Regions from separate parts of the Mus musculus genome. Here region 1 is linked to region 2. Evidence: chromatin contacts called from public capture Hi-C data. All regions are on one chromosome and are shown on one strand. Each heading gives the region's core, a stretch centred on a gene start, on an enhancer-like site or on the middle of the called end of the contact. The rest is flanking DNA. Distances are from core to core; before and after follow the strand shown. Region 1 holds the start of Cntn1 (contactin 1). Region 2 holds the start of Syt10 (synaptotagmin X).

Region 1 (7,171 bases), core at 2,378-4,877, 2.2 Mb before region 2:
GAGAGCTGAGGAAGGAGACGGTTAACTTGGAGAGTGTCCCAAGGACCAGTGATGACTTCCTATTTGTTGATTTTGGGTTGGGGTGGGGTAAGATAGAATGCTCTTACTTGTAGAAATCTAGTCTATCTTCTACCAAACTCTCTGGTTGGGTGTGTGGTGCATAAGGAAGAATATATGGTAAAAACAGAATCCAGTCATCACCTGTGTTAGACCACTGAGTCATTCTGGGGTAAGAATACAGAAACACCCCACACATTAGCCATGAGTCATCACTGGCAGGATAATGGAGACAGAGTTTCCAAAAGTAGCCCTCAATTCTGCTCTCTATTGACAAATAGATAAGCCTCAAATCCCTTTGCAACACTGATGTGAATAATTTGCTATGATGATGGGGTTTCAGCATTTGTCTTTGAGCCTGCCTAGAATGTTCAGTGTGGTCATTGTAAAACAATATAGGTCATGATGTCCCGGTTTGTTTGGCTGGTTGGTTGTTTTTTGTTGTTGTTGTTTTTGTGTTTGCTGGTTTTTGTTTGTTTGTTTGGGGGTGGCATTTGCTGTGATAATACACTGAACAACACAAAGACTGCTAAATTCCTTTCTCTGGCTAGCTCAGCTACTTTCCTTTTATAGCCTAGGCCCCACTGAGTGGGGATGGTGCTGCCTACAATGGGCTGAGCACTCCTGCATCAATTAGAAAGTAAGAAAATACTGAGGGAACAGGAAAGGGTGAGTGTACTGGCTGGTTTTATGTGTCAACTTGACACAAACTGGAGTTATCACAGAGAAAAGAGCCTCCCTTGAGGAAATGTCTCCATGAGATCCAGCTGTAAGGCATTTTATCAGTTAGTGATCAAGGTTGGGAGAGCCCATTGTGGGTGATGCTACACCTGGGTTCTATAAGAGAGCAGGCTGAGCAAGCCAGGGGAAGCAAGCCAGTAAGGAACATCCCTCCATGGCCTCTGCCTCAGCTCCTGCTTCCTGACCTGCTTGAGTTCCAGTCCTGACTTCCTTTGGGGATCAACAACAATGTGGAAGTGTAAGCTGAATAAACCCTTTCCTCCCTAACTTGCTTCCTGGTCATGATATTGTCTGCAGGAATAGAAACCCTGACTAAGATAGTGAGAATGGTGATTTTTCAACTGGGGTTCCCTTTTTCTAGGAAAGTCTAGTTTTCTCAAAAAAAAAAAAAAATAATTAGTAAAACCTTTTTTCAGAAATGCATTTCTTTGTCTAGCTAGATAATGAAACAAGTACTACATAAGGTTAACCACATAAGACTAAGTGTGATGGACAAGGTTTCCACTTGTATTATCGTCCAAGGCGATCCAGGTTGTAGCTTTAAAAACGGCATGTAGTTGATAAATGTGGATTCTGTATAATAATCAGTAGTAGCTCTGCTTATTCACAGTCAACTGTGTTCCCACTCCCACAGTGCAAACATGCTCAGATATTTAAGAAAAGCTTCCTGACAAACCTAGATGCCAACTCTGTTATTCTTTCCTGGAATACCATGAGAGTAAAACTAAGAATGAAACACTCCCCAAATCAGATAATCAGGCAGTTGGGGTGGCAAATTCAACACCAGCTCCCCTCTGATATATTAGAATATCTAGGAGTTCAGAAATTAATTCTGAAGCATATAAAGAAAAAAGTTACCCCAGCACATATTTTTGCTGATATCAACACTATTTAAATTTATTACAGGGACTAATAATTACGGAAAACTGCAGAGTCTTATATTTGAAGAGGAATGCACAGTAGACTTTAGTAATAGTAGAGTTGAGATTTGTGACAGATTTTAAGCCCACTATTTGTTCCTCCTGAATCTCAATTTTTTTTTGAATTTACGGAAAAAAAAATAAATGTACAAACATTTATAAAAGGAAGGTCCATGCAATACAAATACGTCTGAAATATCATGTCGGCACAAATTTATATAAGCCACAAGAAAGATGCGTCCAAGGAACTACATCAAAACTATCTCAGATGGTCATACCAGTTCCACAATCCTGCATCCTGAAAAGTGGGTGGGTCCTTTCCAGACCCCAGAGAGTAGCTAGCTACAAGTTACCACACAGATAAATTTATTTCCAAATAGCCAAGATATACAAGCATGCGCACAATATTGTGCACCAGTGAATTAATAAACTATTGTAGATATGATATATACTAATGTGATGCCTTTATATACTTCAAGCTGCAATGGTCGATATGCACCATGAATCCGAAAAACGTGGGATAAAACCCAGAAATCCATTCAAAATAATAATAATTTTGGAATACATCCCTTTCTGTAAGCTACAGAAACGTTATCCCGAGTGTGAAGGTAGGGAGGGGGTTGTTACTCTGAGTTTCTCTCTTCCCTGGCTTCCCCCCCGCCCCCCCAATGAAGAATCTGATTCTATTTTACCCCTCCCACCCCGTGCTTGCAGATTGCTTGAGAAGACCAAGGCAGCCTGCTCAGCAGCAAAGAAACCGGCTGGCTGCGCAGGAGCTATATATAGCTCCTCCACCTTGGAGATGTGCACACACAGGCACACATACTGATGCCCATGCTGGATTTGGCATGGGGGGAGAAAAAGGACAGCCAGAAATGGCTACACCTCTCACTTCTTGCTTCTTTCCCACCATTCCTATTTTCCCCCCAGGATTTTTCCCAGCAGGGTATCTGATTTCCCTGCAATTCTTCTCCCTACTGCTACCAGCAATCTGATTCCAGCAGGAATCGGCACTGGGCCAACACCCAGTGCCCAAATGCGGTCACCCAGGGAGGATGCTTTGGAGCTCATCCTGACACAGCCACTTGATTAGATGAAGTGGTAGTTCCCCGTAGGAAACAGCGAGGCCGGTGGGAAACTGCCTTTCTGCCCTGCCCAATCCGCAGAACCTTGTGGAGGAGGTACGTTGGCTTTCCCTCAGATTGGATACATCAGAAAATGCGGAGATTCTCCCCAGTCACCAAGCCCTAAGGGAGCTGGTTTTTAGCCAGGGGAAGTACAAGCCCCTGCCTTCCTCATGGCCATCACCGGCAGCCAGCGCTGTGCTGGAGGGTACCCCGCAGGTGCGGGGGAGGGGAGCAGGCGGCGCCCCGCATGCGGAGCAGTTGAAGAGCTCACAGGACCCGCGGCTCCTGCAGCTGGCACGTCTGCGACCCCAGCCCCCAACCTCATCGACAGGGCAAACCCCAGGCCTGACCCCGCAGCAAGCTGCTGCGTCTGCGAGGAAAGTTGCCCAGACGCAGTGCCCCTTGGGGCCCCTTTCAGCAACCCTTCCCGGTGCATCACCCCGGCTCCAGCATCCAGACCATCACCACCCCCTCCATCCCATCTTCTGATTGGTGTCATAGGTGTCGCGGTGACAGCTACAGCGACCCCGGGAGCCGGGGTAACCAGGGCGGGGCAGGGGCTGGGTGGCCTCAGGGAAGCACGCGTTCCCTGTGCTCTGCAGAAGGGCGAGCCTGCCTCCTACCTGTTCCCCACTCCTGTCGCCTCCTCGCTGCCTGGCCCTACAGCTTTCCCGCTCCCGCTGCAAACAGCTGGGAGCGCATCTCCCACCAGCCCAGCGCCACTCCTCGCTTAGGCGGAGCCCACCCTAGCTACTTGACAGCAGTAGCCGGGGCCTCAGAGTGCAGTTATTGGGGCCGCGGGGAGAGGAGGCGGGGACCGGAGGGAAACTTGCACCTTTGATTGGACAGAGGAGATGTCATTCTCAACTCTAGGGTTTCTGTGGACTGACTCTTAGCTTCTGAGCCCACCAGCGAAGAGTCCTTGTAGTCCGCGGATTGAAAACCTTCTGCTTCTGGGTCAGAGGGCCTCTGAGAAGGGAAACTACCCTTAGAAACTACCATTAAAGGTTCCAAGAGGGAGGGAGGATCTGCCAAAGCCAGATCTCTGGAACTTTTAAAAGAGATTCTCTGCTCCTGGAGATTCAACCAGGGGCACCAGCAGAGGCAAAAAAAAATGCTCAGTATGAACGTGGACTTCAGTGAAGAAACAGAAAACGGGATGCACAATTAAGCGGAAAGAAATCGCAGTCAAATCAGAAATGGTGATTTTGTTCCTTTGCAGTTGCCTATCATTGACCACATAGGTCATGAAAGATTTCCTCAGAGCAAAAATTGTAGAAACTCTATATACCATTTAACCAAAATTTGCTTACATAGGGTCCTGTATTTAAAATGGGGGAAAATGCTATAAAATAAACGTTCAGAGTAAAGCAAACTGAGACATTTGCCATGGGCAATTCCGTGGGTGACAAGTGTTTATTTAAAGTAATGGCACAATACTGATCGATAACCAGTCTCTCACATGCTCAAGTTGTGGGGGGGGGGGGGGGGGTATATGAAACCAGACAGCTGGGTGAACCTAAGTCTGTTTTTTAAGAGGGCAAAATGCCTTTGTGCTCAAGTGTCACCTCTGCTATCTATCCAGGTGGAACCAGAAAGCTATATCTGAGGGACTCCTTAGCGAAAGACCAAGGAGAACTGTAAATAAAATTGGAGTAGTGTGTTCTCTCAGGACCTATTGAGGAAAGAAGACACCCACTTCTTCCAAAGAGCTCCATTTGTCTTCTAGCTAGGTAACTTAACCATCTTAACGCATGCTGAACATAAGAAAGAATGAATGTACATGGATGGGTTGGTAAAAGACCAGCCTCCTGGACCAAAGAGAAGGCTGATGCTACCCAAAGCTAAGTGCAGATGGTCAGTGCTCAGATTTTTAATACCATCGGGTCCATCTTGCTGTATTCTCTTTACAGCACTGTAAGACTCAGTCTTTACAGAAGAGGAGGGGGGGGTGTAATATACAAGGAACAATTGATTCGATCTGTTTGCCAGAGATAGTCTTGCAATTGCTACAAAGTATCAACAGCTCCTGAGTTGTTCCCTGCCCACCCCCCCATAACATGCCTGCTAGCTTTCTATCTTCTTCCTTTAATACACACTCCAGTTTTCCTACTGAACTGCACCAAATTCCTGGATTACAGTGCGCTTGTCCTGTGCCATCCATATTTTCTGCCCTGTAACAAAGCTGAGCAGCAATGAGATGCAGAACTCGGAACGGGAGCCTGGCAGGACAAAAATTAGCAAACAGCCTAGTAGGGAATGAGTTTTCAATGTTAGTATCTCTTGATTGTTCAATAAATCTAAACTACCTGGGCTTTGTGCTGCCTTCCAATACACTCTCCTCTGGGAGGAGAAAGCATAGAATGAAAGGGGAAAAAATACTGAATATTCAGTTTCATGAGCATTGCAACAGTCAATGAGCAGACTACTAAAAACTCCACCATTTCCTCTTCTTATCCCTTCGTTCTTCACTGAACAAGTATTAGCATTATAGATGCGTTACGGGCAAGCAAGGATAAACTGGCTTTTTTGGAGGTTATTTCTTTCTAAGCACATACTGCTGGTTGTGTATTTCCTGACCTCATAAACATGTGTGTGCATGCACACAAAGAGTTATTAATTGCATTCAGATTATTTCTATCTCACCAGGCGTATTTATTTTCAAATAAGGTACTCTCGCCGGGTTTTTGTAACAGCTCTCCTCAGAGAGCAAAGTCTGTGCGCCTGTTCACGGCACACCTATGTTTCTATTTGCACAGGAACGCTAGCAATGCCTGCTGCACAGCACTTTGCTCTTTGCCAAACCAATTTCACGTACTCTGGGATCTGTGCTGTTACAATTCCGAGCTTAATCCTAATAGATGCGCAACAGGACTAAATACTTGCTCCAGTGAACATCTAGACACAAATAGAGCTCAGCTTGTAAGACCAAACAATCATTATTTTTTTTCCACTACATAAATTTATCTGGTATGGGCCGTGTCCAGCTCCCTCCCTTTCTCCTCCCTGAATCATCTTCTTATTGATGGTTTTTTTTTCAAAACAATTACATTGGTATATTCATTTCCCCATATTTACAAAATGTGTGAAAGCACCCTCTTACATTAGCGACTACTCAGGGCACAATCAGTAGCTAAGCATGAGATCTGTTCCACAAGGCTGAGATCACAGCTGGTGAGTCTGGGACTTGAGGCATGAAGAAAGCTGATGAGAAGCCAAATGAGCAGGTTCACTTTCCAGGCTACTTTCCTCACTAGAGCTAGGAGGGCATTGTTGGAACACAGTCTGGATTGCCTCCCCCTGGCCGAAAGGTGGGTAACATATCTGGACATCTTGAAAAGTCGCTCAGGGCAGTTCTGCTCTCTCCACGGATGGACCCAATTTCCTAAGCAGTCACAGAGTTCTGCCTTCTTCTCCCTGGGTATTTCATTGTGCTTTTGCTCTTGGCTCTGCTGAACCCCACTCCCAGTCCTTGCTCCTTTTCACAATGCACTGCCTCTCATCCTTCAAACATTCCACTTTCCTCCAACCACTTATTGAACCTCAGTGAGAGTTAAGGAAACCACAACAGCATCCAGCTTTCCCCCAGAGTGTTCTCCATTCCTCTGTCCTCCGCCCCACCCACCATTTTCTCACTCTGAAGCTTCCCAAGAGAATAATTCCCAATGTAGCCTGGTGTGAAAAAGAAGAGGAGAGTAAAGAAAGGTATGCTTCCCCCACCACCACCCCGCCCAATCCCTCCACCAATCAAAATTCAAGGCTGCACTTGACACATCAGGTTGGCAATCAACGATCTGCCCACTGCTTTGAAGAATCCTGCTAAACACAGCCTGCAGCATATCCCAGTCGGCAGCATCTTAGATCTCATCAGCCCACTGACCTAGCTTTTCAGAGGCAATTGGGAAACTCAGACTAGGAGATGCACACAGCAGGAAACATGCAACCCACACCCAGGAACAAACACATCCACACACATGCACACTCTCTGTGAGTGTGTTATGCTAGGAGACAATGCCATCAAATGGTTTTCAAATACTGAATAGTGGAATTTTGATCAGCATGCATCTTACCGAGAACCACTGCAATTTTTCTGGAGATTAAGTACGAGGTCAGAATTCCTTATGTTTCAGCAGTGAGTCCCTGTGTCCCCAAAAGGAGAACTTTCAGAAAAGCCACCTGCTTTTATTACTAGAGTATTTTCACACGGCTGCCGCTCTTTGACAACAATCTATTACTAATATTTCATATTTATAATAGAAATCAATGTATAATGCAACAAAAGACCTATTGCCCTTTAGTCAAAGCCGATAGGTCCTCACATGTATT
Region 2 (7,154 bases), core at 3,526-6,025:
TGCTGTTGTTGTTGTTGTTGCTGTTGTTGTTGTTGTTGCTTTTTGCTGTTGTTGCTTGACAGTATCTCACTGTGAAGCCTTGGTCAGCTTGCAATTCAAAGATATGAGTGCCACCATGTCAGGCATAAGCAGCATTTTTAAACTAACAGTGTTGAGTATGGTGCTTGTCCTTGCAAACAGTAGTCAATGGCTGTCACTCTAAACAGTTCACTACTTCAGAATTTCCTTCACTGTGTGTGTGGATCAGGACATCAAGGCATATCTGTATTGCTTAGTCTGCTTTTTTAAGCTGAAATAATTGGCAGAGAGCAATAGTAATAAAGACTACAAATTTAAATTCTGGTCATCTTAGCCTTCAACACTTGAATGTAGTACTTTCTCCAAAGCACTGAGCTATTACCAAACAGAAGATAACAGTGTTTTGATTCCTTTGTTAATAAATGGTTTGTAGAAAGGACCAAACAACCAAGAGAAAAGACAGAACCTCATGGCATTCATTTTAGATAAAGAAAGAATAACTTCAAACAAATGGATGTCCATCTGAAACAGTGATTCTCGATCTGTGGGTCATGACTCTTTTAGGGGGTGGGCGTCAAAGGATTATTTCGTGGGGGTCAATTAAGCCCATCAGAAAACACAGATATTTACATAACAATTATAACAGTAGCAAAATTGCAGTTATGAAGTAGCAACAAAGAATAATTTTATGATTTGGGGTCTCAGTAACATGAACAACTGTATTCAAGGGTCCCAGCATCAGGAAAGTTTACTCAGGTCGCAAAAACACTCCTGAGAGTAGCAAAAGGCTTAGGACTCTATAAACTAATACCAGAAAAGTTACTTTCAGAATATGTTTACTTAATCTAAAGCAGAAATCAAACTTAAGAGGGTTATTAGAGGGATCTGCATCACTCTACTTAAGCAAGCACAGTCTGTAAGTGGTGTAGAGGATAAATTACTCATTTGTTCCTCCACATCACATTCTGCTCACCCAGAGCTTTCAAACTCACATGATGCACTACACACTGTTCTGCCCAGACTGTAGATAAACGAGGAGGGCAAGAACGACTGGAAAGTCCTCTACTAAAATGTGTTACTTAACGTCCAGCATTCAGGAGAGAGTCAATATTTTTTAACTAACTGTTAAATTATTTTTTATTCTCGTCTTAAAAATCACTACTCGTTATGCAATAAAGAACAAAAACCAAAACAAAACAAAAAAAGGCAAAAACAAAAGAACCCTGCAGATTTTAGTGTTTCTAGATTGTGTCATACCACTCAGTGTTCCTATGAATCAGGTAAAAGTGACTCAGCTAATGAATGCTTACCCACCGTGCTGCTGTTCCTAATCCTTACGGTGAGCCTTACCGTATTGTCCATCCAGGAGACATGAACCATAGACTGACTGGTAGCTGAAAATAAAATCCTGTGTTTTAACAGAACGAGAAAACAAACATGCTCAGCATGTTCTGTTTCAGAAATTATGTCTCCTTTGCCTAATAATAGATAATCAAACCCTAGGGATACAACATGGGAGTGAATCACATGAAAATGATTTTTTTCTCTGCTATTTTCCTTTGATTGAAATAAATTTCATATCCATACAATATACCCTGATTGTGGTTTTACACACACACCCCACACCGCTTCTCCCAGATTCTCTCCCCACCACCACCAAATTCTACACCATCCCTTTCTCTTTCTTGTCAGAAAACAGACACCTAAAAACTAATAATAACAGAAATATTTTAATAGCGCAATATGACAAAAGGAACAAACACGAACAAGAGACAATGAAAAAGTAAAAGAAGAAAAAGCACGCAGAGACACAAACATAAGTTTCATGAAACATACAACCATAAAGCACAATGTCTTAGTCAGGGTTTCTATTCCTGCACAAACATCATGACCAAGAAGCAAGTTGGGGAGGAAAGGGTTTATTCAGGCTTACATTTCCAAACTGCTGTTCATCACCAAAGGAAGTCAGGATTGGAACTCAAGCAGGTCAGGAAGCAGGAGCTGATGCAGAGGCCATGGAGGTGTGTTACTTACTGGCTTGCTTCCCCTGGCTTGCTCAGCTTGCTCTCTTATAGAACCCAAGACTACCAGCCCAGGGCACCACCCACGATGGGCCCTCCAACCCTTGATCACTAATTGAGAAAATGCCCTACAGCTGGATCTCATGGAGGCATTTTCTCAAGGGAGGCTCTTTTATCCGTGATATCTCCAGCTTATGTCAAATTCACACAAAACCAGCCAGTACACATAATATATATATAAAACAACTATAAGGTTTAAAAAGAGAAGGAAGGAGGAGAAGGAACAGGAGGAAAAAAAGAAAGAGAAAAGAAGCCCTGAGACAAATAACCTTCCAAAATTGCCATTGAGTTAGTTTTGTATTGATCATCTACTGCTGAGCGTGTGGCCTGTCCTAAGCATGTTTTCTATAACCAGTGAACTCTGTTGGAGTAAACTAAGTTTTCATTTGTAAGCAGTTACCAGTTGGAGACATATTCTGGGTAAGGGTTGGGGAGGGGGAGTCTTCATACAAGGATACCCCACTCCCTTGTCTCTCTAGTCTCAGGTTCTTGGCCACCCAAGCACGGTTGGGTATGAGTTCCATCTCCTGGAGCAGGACTTAAATCCAATCAAATACTAGCTGGTTATTCCTACAATGCTTGTAGCATTACTGCCCCATTGTATCTTGCAGGCAGGTCACAATTACAAGTGGAAGGGTTTGTAGCTGGGTCGGTTTTTACCTTTCTTCTTCAGAAACATCCCACGTACCTTCCAGTAACCATGAACACTGGTCCATAGGAGTGAAGTCCCAGTGTCGGCAAGAGCACCACTTCTCCATCTTCAGTGAGTTGTGTAGGTGTTGTCTTTACCGGAATGGCTTCTCTGTCATCTAGTGGAGAGCCACCAATACCTTTGACAATAGCTTGAGTTGTTTGGGGCTTCTATGGGACCCTTTGAACAATAACTACATTAACTATAACCTATCCATGGACTTGGAAGTTTCATTTAATTGAGGGATGTGCAGGTAGGGCTCTGTTTCCTCATTATTTGGTGATTTCAGTTAGATCACTTTCATATATGTGTACATTTTAGAAGCTTCTACTGTATTGGGTTTCTATATGACTCCTCAAATGGCTTTAAGTGTCCCTCTTCAACCCCCCCCCTCCTGCTTTCTACCTTCTCCTTCTTTGATCACCCCTCCTTGTCGTGGCTTGAATGAGAACAGTCTCTACAGGCTCATAGACTTGAACCCTTGATCCCCAAGGAGTAGCTATTTTAAAAGATTAAGAGGTATGCCTGGTAAGGAGTGTTTCGGTGGTCACTGGGATTCCTGGGTTAGAAAGTGTTTCTAGGTATTGGGAGCTGTCCCGAGAAATGGGAATGGGCTAGATAGGAGTGGTGGAACTGAGAGAGTACACTGGAGGGAGGGTAGCCTGCCTGTTCTCCTGGCAGGAGCAAAGTGGTTCCCTGTAAATAGAGGCAGAGATCTAGGAGGGGCCCCAGGCAGGTGGTCAGCTACAGGTCTGGGGATGATTGGAAGGCAGGAAGGAAAGTGAAGATTGCATTGGCTACTCAGGCAGGTATGGCCAGAGGGTTTACAGGGAGTACCTCCAGGGGTTAGAGACTGAGATAAAGGGATTCAGTGAGGAGAAGTTCTGCATTATCCTGTGGGAAATGGGGGCTGAGAGAACTTTGTGGCAGCAGCAAATGGTCTTCTACAAAGCTGAGGATAAGACTGGCGACTTGGAATTGGAAAACAGAGAGTGAAGAACTATCTGATTCACGGGCTGGTGTGGAAAGGGTTTTTAAACTGAGTAGTTGCTTTTATCATAGCCTGTGGTAGCTTTATCATAGCCTGGGGTAACTGCTTTCTAATTTTATTTTGTATCTTCAGCTTCATTGCTGATTTACACCAACTTGAATTAGAGAAATTTAGACGGGGGTCGGGGGATTGATGCCCCCCATTAAAGCCCTTTGTTCTAACAGGCTGTGAAAAAGACTTCAAAACAATGTCTTTACAATTAAGAGTGCGCCTGTAGCTGATTGCACTGAACCTAATCCCCCACACTCGTTTGACACAGAAATCTTGTCTTCGCACTGTTTAAGCCGCCAGCAGAGAAGAAACTAGAATCAAGTGGCGTCTCTCAGTCACGAGTTATGATTTCAATAAATAAAACCCTGATGGATGGCATATTTCGTTCTGTAGATGACAGTGAATTCAAATTTTCCTGTTCACAGTGCCGGGTAAACCCAACTTCTGATGAACCTCACTGCTGGTGATAACAGTGTTCTTACCTAGAACGTTCTCTATCCCCAAACTATCATTGTTCCAAGTCGTTTAAAAACAAATTGTAAACAGGTGTCACTCTACCTCGCATGACCTGTCTTCTGATTACTTTTATTTAAAAATAAAAATAAAGATCCGCAGGTCTGGAACGGGGAATAGCTTTTCCTTTCTTTCTTTTTTTAAAAGATAAAGAATCGGGGAGGGACCAGGGAGTAGCAAAGTTGGATTGAAAGGGAGAAATGAAAAGAGTGTGACGGGGGCTCAGAAAGGTGTATGGAGGGCACTGTCGCCTCTGCCCCCGCTGCCCGCGCCAGCCTGCCATTGGCCGCGCCGCCCAGCACCCGGGAGGCGCCGTTCTGCGCGCCGCCGCCCCTCGCTCCCCGCCGGCTGGGCTCCGCGCGCGCCTCCGAGCGCTCCGAGGAGAAGCGCAGACCTGGCAGCAGCGTCCGTTGGCGCGCGCCGCCCTCCTGCGCCCGTGCCAACCATGGGGCCAACTCGCAACTCTTAGGGCTCTGCCTCAGACCAAGGGAGATCAACGGAGCTGCGAGCAGAAGCCAAGATGAGTTTCCGCAAGGAGGACGGTGTGAGCAGCCTGTGCCAGAAGGCGCTGCACATCATCACCGAGCTGTGCTTCGCGGGTCAGGTGGAGTGGGACAAGTGTTCGGGCATCTTTCCAGCCGATAGGAGCGGCCAGGGAGGAGGTGGCACAGGTAAGGGGATCCGCTTGCGCTTCCCGGGACAAGGGGCATTTTCGGGGCTGACTTCCTGGCTGGAGCTTATCTTGCCGGGCCTCGGGGGACTTGCTCGCTGGATTTGTTGCCTGCACCTGCTAGGTCTCTGCTCCCAGGCTGCTCTCGCGCTCTCCCACCTGCTGCTCTGGCGTCCCAGGGACTCGGTGCTCTAGCTTGTCCTGCAGGGTGTAGCAGAATCACCCAGCCTGGCAGGAGAATCTGCGCTTGGCCTCAAGGAACCTAGTTCTAGAGGGAAGGCTGTGTCGTCAAGCCCCAAACGCAGGAAGGATCCCTCAGCTCTAACTTTCAGATGCAACCTGTCGAGCTCTTCAAAGCTTCCAATGCCTTTTATAATGCATATGTAATTTTCTAGCGCTTCTTGGCTACCGTGGCGAAAGGGTAGGGACTATTGACACCAGGCACTCAGGACACTTGTCAAAAAAATGGAAAAGAGATTTTAAATCCTTTCCAGTTGCGTCCAGAACCTTGGAAGCAAATATCAGGGGGAAGAGATGTAATCAGATGACCCCAGGGTCACTTGATCGCTTTAGGAGATGCACTGGCTCCGTGCGTGGGGGGGTCTTGTCTCATTCACTTTGTTTTCTCGAGTCATTTTGGTCTCCAGGCAAGGGTTTCTACCTTCTGGGTAGCCAGGGCAACAGGTAAGCGCAACCGCAACGTCAGGCTCAGGAGAGAAGTGCAGAAGATGAAAGAAGAGTTATGGTTTCACCATCGACCCTAAGAGCTAGACAAAGGAAGGGAGAGTCTGGTGGGATGGGAATGGGTCTGGTTTAGCTGTGTCTTTGGGTTGTTTACATTGACTGTCTCCAAGGTTTCCAAATGCTCTGCTGATGGCAACAGAAGCAGGGCGGGGGGGGGGGGGGGGGCAGGGGGGGTTGTCTGAGCTTATCAGAACCAGGGACTCTTGAAGCAGAATGATACATTGTTGTTGCTGTCAGTGTGATAGAAGCGTCTTTTTTTTTTAAATGTATAAACACAACCAAAGCCATTTAAACCGCGTGTGTGAGTGTGTGTGTGTGTGTGTGTGTGTGTGATGCAAAGGATGTAAAAAAAAAAAAAAATCAAAGTGCTGCTGCTACTGTAAAGACCTCTGTAAACCGAGTAAGCTCGTCTAAAATGCCTTTAAGTGAACATTAAGCCTAGGTTCAGAGTGGAGGAAGTGAGAACACTTAATTCTAAGGACATGTATTTGATCACCAATAGTCAATGCAGAGGCCATACCCCTAATTCTTATTCTTTCTTGGCCCTTGCGATTACACACGAAGAGGTGGTTTCCTGGCTCTCATTGGCTAACAGTGTTAGAAATTGCATGACAAATGGACGCTAAAACAGGTTCGGTTCTCGACTGTCCAAAATGTGTAATTGTGTTAATTCGAGGTATGTAAATTTCATGGTATGTAAATGGCAGTAAGAGTTCTGAGGTTTTCATAATCACTACAGTGCTTAACTGTAGTCCTAATTCTCATTAGACATTCATTTGGGGGAGAGAAGGGGATGAAGAAAAATGACTCTAAAACAATTCAGTATTTTTCTTTCTTTAAGGACAATACGTACTATTAAAGTGGGAGATCCTGTCTGATATGTGAACATAGACAGTAGCTCTCACTAGAGAAAGACAGTCCACAAATTACTCATGACATTCGAAGATAAAGGAGAGTCCTCTGCTTTTTCATTTGTAAACTGTGAAATCAGTTAAAAGCAAAGGGTTCTGAGTTTAGTGCTCCGATATTAATGGATAATAGAAGCAGACTTGATGGTTATTTGCTAAATGTTTAATTATATCAGCTAGCTACTCAGATGCCTGCTGTTCTGTGGATTTTCTCACAACGTGGGCCCTTTTTTATGGCTCCTGCATGAAAGCACTTCCAACGGTTGCTGTTGACTGCATTGTAGGTGACTTTTATTGATATGATAGTGGTTCACTTTTAAAGTAACCGGTGCGTTATAGCTAACAGTGTTCTTTTTACATTGCAGTGACAATCTTGAGATTTGAAATTGCATCACTCTTCAATCTGTCACCCAGTAACAGCAAGAGAAAGATTCATGTAATCCCAGACAAAGTCATTGCCACAGGAAGGGAGTTAGAAATCTAGTAT

The links. Capture Hi-C pulls out chosen DNA fragments and counts their contacts.
Region 1: a contact with region 2 is called in a capture Hi-C map of embryonic stem cells, with 7 times the contacts expected there. The contact joins the promoter of Cntn1 here to the promoter of Syt10 in region 2. A contact is called at or near these places in 1 of 39 promoter capture datasets (the 3T3-L1 cell line) and 1 of 9 other capture datasets (embryonic stem cells).

Annotation. Positions count from the first base shown.
Region 1 is chr15:92,047,621-92,054,791 of GRCm38.p6, reverse strand. It overlaps Cntn1 (contactin 1), which reads right to left and starts at 3,627. Exons shown (of 24, transcript NM_001159648.1): 1 at 3,469-3,627.
Region 2 is chr15:89,839,481-89,846,634 of GRCm38.p6, reverse strand. It overlaps Syt10 (synaptotagmin X), which reads left to right and starts at 4,775. Exons shown (of 7, transcript NM_018803.2): 1 at 4,775-5,016. The coding sequence starts at 4,866.